Linked DNA regions of Mustela erminea: region 2 is linked to region 1. Evidence: chromatin contacts called from public Hi-C data. All regions are on one chromosome and are shown on one strand. The core of a region is the stretch at or near the end of the contact, and the rest is flanking DNA. Distances in the headings are between cores, read along the strand shown. Region 1 holds the start of CEP57L1 (centrosomal protein CEP57L1). Region 2 holds the start of FOXO3 (forkhead box protein O3).

Region 1 (3,689 bases), core at 730-3,229:
CAATTAACTGTAACTTTCTCATATTTTTCTGGGAGGAATACAGTTTCTGCTAAAACTCTCTAGAAGGACAATTATTGTTTACTTATATTTGAAAACTGCTTTTATTTTAGTTCTACTTGCACAGTTTCAGCTCCAGATTCAACGTCTTCCAAGCCACTCTAAATTTAAGCTGTAGAATGAATTTGTAATGGGTTCGCAAAACCACCTAGCAGCAAATACAACGTGAATAACTGCAGGTAAAACTGCACTGTACTAGATGGAGATGGACGGTTGTAATTACAAGGTTTTCTTACCTGGACGCTCTTCAAAATAAATTCCGTTTTCTCTCTTACATCTTTAAAGGGACATCTCTTAGAAAGCATCAGCAGATGAGCAAGAAGTTTATTCAACCCATCCAAAGAAACAGCATTTGAAAGCCCGTCTGATGGACGAAGAGGTGTCTCTTTCACCGAACGAAGATACTCGGTTTTTCTCAAAATGGTTTGCTTTATGTTTTCCAGTGCTGTCTCTCTAGTAGTTGAATCTCTACTGCACAGTCCATCCCATCTCACTTCATTCTCCCCTTCAGCCATGACAACTGGAGGTTTTTTTCTTTGCCGTCTTCAGTTACCTTTCAGCATGTCCCCAAAAGCACTTTGTATTTTTAAAACGAGAAAAAATGTAAGAATAAAATCAGAGAAATCGAATCGTCATGAAAACACAAATGTCTGGGAGACATCTGGAACCAGAAGTGTCTTTTATATTAATTGCTTTCAACCAATCTGCGAGACAGAACTCACCCTCTCCTACATGAAGGGGCAGTCTTCTTGTCAGAGACTAAAAAAAAAGTTGGAAAGTTGAAACCCGAAAGCGCTGGCTCTGCTGCACAGGCAGTCCCGGGGAAGTGCTCTCCTCCGTCTCGCGGGGTCAGCGGATATCCTCACGTTGTGGAGCTGTCAAATCCGTGCTCTGCCCAAAAAGGCTGGTAACAGTTGAAGGCGCTCCAGCCATTCGGGGTTTTTTGTCTGGGCAGCCACCGGGTTCTCAGGAACATTCCCACCCCGCCCCTCCTCCGGCACCAGTCCCCGCCCCCTGCAGCTCCTCCCTACCCCTCAGCTGCCGCCGGGAGCTGGTGGGGAAATCTCGCCAAATCCTTGCTCACTGGCTGCCGCGGCCGGAGACCCAGTCGCTCGTTGGGGGCGGCCGCCTCTGGCAGCCGCTGTCCCGGCTGCAGCGTTGGAGGAAAGTGTCTCCGGCCCCAAGATTCCGGATCCCCGAGCAGACGCCTTTTCTTTTCCTATACCTGCGTCCTCGCCCACCGCCCACTAAACCTGACGGGCACAGGGCTGGGCCGCAATCCCCAAAAGCGGGGCCGGGCCGCGGAGCTGGCGGAGAAGCCAGGCGAGAGGCGCAGAGCCCGCCCCTTCGCCCAGCCCCATCGGTGGGGCTCGGCCCAGAGGGCGGGAGCAGGGAGGGAAGATGGGGTCCTCACCCCCCAGCCCCTCCCCTTTCTCCGCCCGACATAATCCAGGAGCCGCCCCTGCCCCAGCGCCCTCTTCCCCGCCCAAGCAGACGCGACCCGCGGAGGCAAAGCCATTGGAAAAAGCCCCGCCCTCCAGCCGGCTACCTCCAGACCCCAAGTCCGCGAGCGGCCGCCAACTGCTGCTGGCTGCTGCGCATGCGTGACGAGAGCAGGGAGCATGCGCCTAAGGGGCATTTTTGCGTCGGTGGCGTTTCTCGTCCTCTGACGTTGGGATTCTCCCGGTTGGAGAAGGGGAGAGAAGAGTAAGGAGTTGAAGTACACTGAAACCGTTACAGACAAGACAAGCACGGCAAAGAAAGAGGGCGTAAACACACATCTGGAAGAAATTGAATCTAAATTTAAAATTAGTCTGAAAATAGTGACAGTCTCATTATTACGCCAAATCCGAGATTTAAGAGGGCAGGGCGTCCTCGCATTGACTTCTGGGAAATGTAGTTTTGATGTACAGACGCGTTCTGTAACTACAGTCCCCAGGAGCCACTGCGACGTCGCCTGTAGCGGCCTTCGAGCCAACGGTTAGCGCGGATGGAGGTTGAGAGCGTCGATTTGGTGAGCACTGTAGGTTTGGCTGCCAATTTTTCTTTGACAGGATTTTTTCCTTCTCCCGTTTCCTCAGGTATTTTGGAGACCAGGCTATCTAGAGCTGTCCTCCTTAGTCCAGGGGTAGTGTCCAGTAATCTGCCTGGGAAGGAGTAGTCTGGGTGCCCAAGGCCGAGGGCATATGAAGGCGCGAGGAATGATCGGGACCCCAAGGGGCTTAGAAAGCAGCAAAAGGCCGGGCAAGAGGGATGCTGTAGAAACCGGTGCGTCTTGCTGCGGCTTCCGCTTAGCCCTTTGAGGTGGACTCGCTCGCGAGGGATTAGGTATCCCTGTGCATTGCACTTTTGTTTGCCATTTCATAGGGGTGTTTTGTGTTGTATGCGCTCAGTAGAATGAAATCCCAGGCAAGGCTTTGAAAGCGAGTTTTAAAATCCATTTTGTATGAGAGTAAGGGGGAAAGAAGCCCCAGTATTCCTAGATAATGAATGTTTGCAGAGATACTGCATGAAAAAAGACCTATAAAAATTTCCAAAACTTAGTACATTTAGAAGATTCATTTGTTTGAAAACTACTGTTTGGTTTTGAAAAGTCATTCCTCTTGAGAAAAGTCAAGGTAGTCAATGGACCGAGAACCAAATTCGATTTTAATTCTTCACATTGCGGAAGAGATTTTTTTCTAAAAATTGAGCCCTGGGGCGCTTGGGTGGCTCAGTGCAAAGAGCATGCAACTTTTGATCCCCCGGGGGGTGAGTTCCAGCCCCATGCTGGATATAGAAATTACTTAAATAAAAACTTTTAAAAAATAAAATAAATTAAAAAATGAAAAAGATGAAAATTTAGCCCTGTGAGGTACTGAGTACACAACAGTGGCAAAGACAGTCCCTATCTAGTTACATAACCTAATGGTTAAATGCACAGTTTTAGTACAATATGATATCTGGCTATCTGGCATGGCTAGGATTTCACCAGGGAAATCTTCATCCTGGGAAAAGAGGGCTAAAGCGACAGCATAGGGTGAAGGCTAAAGGGACAGCATAGGGTGAAGCCTAGAAGTGAGAGAGGTATGAAACTTTCAGGAAACCAAAATAAGCCAAATCACCCATATTTGGGGAGGGATGACTTTTTATCTACTGATGTATTCTGTAGCTGTGAGGAGACAAGTACTGTGAATTTTCCAGATAGTTTCTGAAAGTGACATGTCCTTGAACAGATAAGTTTTGATGAATTGGTGTAATTCGGAAGGCCTTGGGTATGGTCTACATTCTATGCTACTGGTTTAAATTCTGCTACTGATTTAAATCAGATTTTTTTTTTAAATGAGAAGTTCTTATGAATATGATTTCAAAAAATAAAAACGACATTCTTTTTTTCGTCTTTTTTTGGGCTCGTCCTCCTTTGGCCAATGCACAAAGAGTAGGGTAGTTTCTCAAATCTCGGTCCCCTTATCACATAGTTGAATATGATCCCTTCCAAATCCATGGTTTCACTACCACCTATGACTTTTAAATGTATAGCTCTATCCTCCTTTACCTTTCCAGTTTTCATATACCCATTTCCTTGATATTTCTTGTTTGATACCTCAGAAGCCTCTCAAGTTCAACATGCCTAAAACCAAATGGATGGTTAT
Region 2 (3,689 bases), core at 328-2,827, 540 kb before region 1:
CACCAACATTTTCGCTTGTATTTCCACGCCGTGGTAATCTCTGCGATCCGCGGTCAGCATCTTATCTCGCGTGTTACCTGGTGTCCGATTCTAACTGGGAACCGGACACCAGGGCGGGCCCAGAGCCCGGGGGACGGACGCGCCCGCCGGGGACCCCGGGTACCAGGCGCCCTGCCCGGAGTCTGAGAGGCCACGCGACTGCGCTCGTGGAGCGTTAGGGTCTCCGCTCTCCCCCTCCCTCTTCTCTTAGGCCAGCGCCGCGCTTTGTTGTCGTCGAGGCCCTCGGGAGGGAGGGGGAGCCCGGCGGGGACGGCTGCGGGAGCCCGCCCGGTCCCGGGCCGCCGCGCGCTCCCTGACACCCACGCCCGCAGTCCCGCGGAGCCCGGCGGCGCAGGCGCGCGCGCGAGCGAGCCCACATAGACACACACACACACACACGCACACACACACACGCACGCACACAGCACACCCGGGCCTGCCGCCCAGCCCTCCCCCTGGGCGGGGACCCGCCCGCCCGCCCGCCGTCAGCCTAGGTTGAGGCACCCTGCGTGTGTCTATAACTTTGTGCTGCGGCCGCGGCCGCCCTGCTCGTGGAAGGGAGGAGGAGGAATGTGGAAGGCGGCGGCGCGCAGGCTGACAGGCGTTTCCTCAGGCGGGCTGCGGCGGCGGCCGGAGCGCCTCTCCTTCGCGGAGGCTGCGCGCCCCCTCCTCGCGGTGCCCCGGGTCCGCGCAGAATTGTGCGTCCTCCCCCCTCGTCCCTGAAGGGAAGGAACTGAGGTAGGCGCCGGAGCTGTGCAGCGGGGCGGTCGCCTTCCCGGTGACTCCGGATCTGCTTCCGAGCTGGGCCAGGCGCTTCCCTTTTCCCTCCCCGTGACTCGGTGTGCGCGCCCCCCTTCCCTCCCGTTAGTATTTTTAAAGGACTTGAGTGAAGGGGGGAAAACTGTCAAGATGGCAGCAGCGGGAGCAAGGAGGTGATGAACGTGCTGGTCCGGGTTTTCTGGTAGCCCGGGAGACTTGGCGCTTCCTGACCTGTTGGAAGATTTATGTTCCGACTTGCCCCCTCCCCCCGTCCTTTCCTGGGAAGGGGGTGGAGGGTGCAGCGCCTGCGGGCACATAAACCATACAGACCCCCAAAGTGGTCGTGCCTGCTTGGCTCGGCCCTTTGCAAACACCCGCCGCGCTGGTTGCCCCCCTGCTTCCCGTCTTTTTTCTGGAAGTGACAGGAGCCCGTCCGCGCTCGGACCTACGTTCGTCCTCCTGGCCCGCGGGCGAAGAGGGGAGAAGGGGGCTGCCCGCGCTGTCCCCGGACTCGGGCCCCTCGGCGGGGAGAAGGGGGTACAAGGGGGCGCGGAGGCGGCAGGGCCGGGGACCAGCAGAAGAGCGGAAGACGCCACAGACTTTGGCTGCGGCGCCGCGGGAGGCACTTGAGCGGGCCCGAGCGAAACATAAACAAACGCACGCCCGCCTGGGCTCCGACCGCGGCTCGGCTGCGCCAGCTCTGGCCGCTGCCCGCTTTAAAGGCGCGGCTCGCGCCCCTCCCCCCCGCCCCCGCCCCTCCCCCTTCTTCCCCGCCCAGCCACCTAGCCCAGGAGGGACCTGCAGATCGGGCGGCCCCGGTGGCGGGGGGAGGGGGCTGCCCCGTGCGAGCCCGTCGATTCGCTCCCGGCTCCCCCGAGGCCAGGCCAGGGGGCGGTGTCTGCGGCGCCAGGTTCGCGGGACGCACGTCTCCAGGTCTGCCTGTTTCTGGGAGGCGGGCGCCGTGCGGCCGAGAAGCGGCGGCGGCGGGCGCGGAGTCGCGGAGGACTGGGCTCCAGCCCGGGATAACCAACTCTCCTTCTCTCTTCTCTCGTGCTTCCCCAGGCGGCGGCAGTAGCGGCAGCGACTCCTGGGAGCCCGAGCCTTCGCGGCGCCCCCGTCCCTCCCCCGCCGCACCCCGCCCCGGCGCGAGAGGAGAGCGCGAGAGCCCGAGCCGCGGGCGGGCGGCGAAGATGGCAGAGGCACCGGCCTCCCCGGCCCCGCTCTCTCCGCTCGAAGTGGAGCTGGACCCGGAGTTCGAACCCCAGAGCCGGCCGCGCTCCTGTACGTGGCCCCTGCAGAGGCCAGAGCTCCAGGGGAGCCCGGCCAAACCCTCGGGGGAGACGGCCGCCGATTCCATGATCCCCGAAGAGGAGGACGATGAAGACGACGAGGACGGCAGCGGTAGGGCCGGTTCGGCCATGGCGATCGGCGGCGGCGGGAGCGGCGCGCTAGGCTCCGGGCTGCTCCTTGAAGACTCGGCCCGGTTGCTGGCTCCCGGAGGGCAGGACCCCGGCTCCGGGCCAGCCCCCGCGGCAGGCGCGCTGAGCGGGGGGACGCAGACGTCGCTGCAGCCTCAGCAGCCACTGCCGCCGCCGCAGCCGGGGGCGGCTGGGGGCTCAGGGCAGCCGAGGAAATGCTCGTCGCGGCGGAACGCCTGGGGGAACCTGTCCTACGCCGACCTGATCACTCGCGCCATCGAGAGCTCGCCGGACAAACGGCTCACTCTGTCCCAGATCTACGAGTGGATGGTGCGCTGCGTGCCCTACTTCAAGGATAAGGGTGACAGCAACAGCTCTGCGGGGTGGAAGGTGCGTACCCACCTCGGGCGGGCGGCCGGACCCGCCGGGCCTCCTGCGCAGTGCGAGACGCGCCTTCGATTCATTGGAGCGCGCCTGCGGGCGCTGGGGAGAAGGGTTGGCACCGAGAGCCTCCGCTGTGAGGTTTCCGGGGATCTCTGTGACCCCCAGAGGAGGGGAACCTGGGGTCGGCCGCGGAGGGTAGGGCGGGGAAAGGAGGCTTCCGACGAAGCCTCGGGCATGGGCAGGTGAGGAGAGGGGGCGAGGGATACCGGCGAGGGAAGGACTGGCGGACGGGAGTGCGTTTGCTGGATTCCCGGGACGACACAGACGAGGTAGGTCTTCGGCCAACTTCGAAGTAGAAATCAGCCGTAGTGGGGATGCGGGAAGGGCTTTGCGGGTGCAGTGAGAGGATGTGGGGGTGTGCTTGGGACTTGGTACCCGGAGGAGGGGTTGGATTTGTGGTTTCCAGTCGGTTACAGAGCATGTCGTTGTCACTAGCTGGGTGAAAACCCTTGCGTCGAAGTTTCTGGCTTGTGGGTGTTAGTTCCCACAGGCACACCGATCCCACTAGAAAAAGCAGTGCTTGTAAACCTTTTCTTGGCAGAATGTCTTTACTTGCCTGTGTTGACACCTTTATTCCTTAGAGATGTTTCTCCAGTAAGCCTGCCCCCGAACTTGAGATGTTCTGAGCCCTGGAGCGGGCCAGCCCTGCGGCCTCCGGGCGGACCAGCCACACCTGCTGCTCTCCTTGAGGCTTGGACTCTGGCGAGGTTTGAGGCCGGATCCAGGTCTGGAGGACCGAGGCCTGGAGCTTCACCTCGGCCCTTGGCAGGGAGGTGTGGTGTCAGGGCTGGGCCATAATGGCTTCTACCTACAAGTGAACCAGAAGAGAGGCTCCCTACTGTTCCTTTTCAGCCTCTTGGGGCACTGGACACGTGGTAGGGAGAGAGGTGTGGAAAGGCCTATGATGTAATGACTTCCTGCAGTTGGGCATCGAAACAGATTAACTCCTGTGCCCCTGCTGGGCTGCTGATACCCAGCTGCTTTGCTCTTCCTGCACCTCATCCTCCTGGCCTCTTTCACCAGGACATG

What was found. A called contact is a pair of places that touch in the nucleus more often than the background predicts.
Region 2: a Hi-C map of spleen shows a contact between it and region 1, with 4 times the contacts expected there. The contact joins the promoter of FOXO3 here to the promoter of CEP57L1 in region 1. A contact is called at or near these places in 2 of 3 Hi-C or Micro-C datasets (fibroblasts and spleen).

The regions. Positions count from the first base shown.
Region 1 is chr4:23,047,190-23,050,878 of mMusErm1.Pri, reverse strand. CEP57L1 (centrosomal protein CEP57L1) reads left to right here and starts at 1,979. Exons shown (of 11, transcript XM_032338862.1): 1 at 1,979-2,080. The coding sequence starts at 2,048. SESN1 (sestrin-1) reads right to left here and starts at 1,240. Exons shown (of 11, transcript XM_032338860.1): 1 at 780-1,240; 2 at 294-633. The coding sequence starts at 572.
Region 2 is chr4:23,582,963-23,586,651 of mMusErm1.Pri, reverse strand. FOXO3 (forkhead box protein O3) reads left to right here and starts at 1,577. Exons shown (of 4, transcript XM_032338879.1): 1 at 1,577-1,731; 2 at 1,861-2,606. The coding sequence starts at 1,989.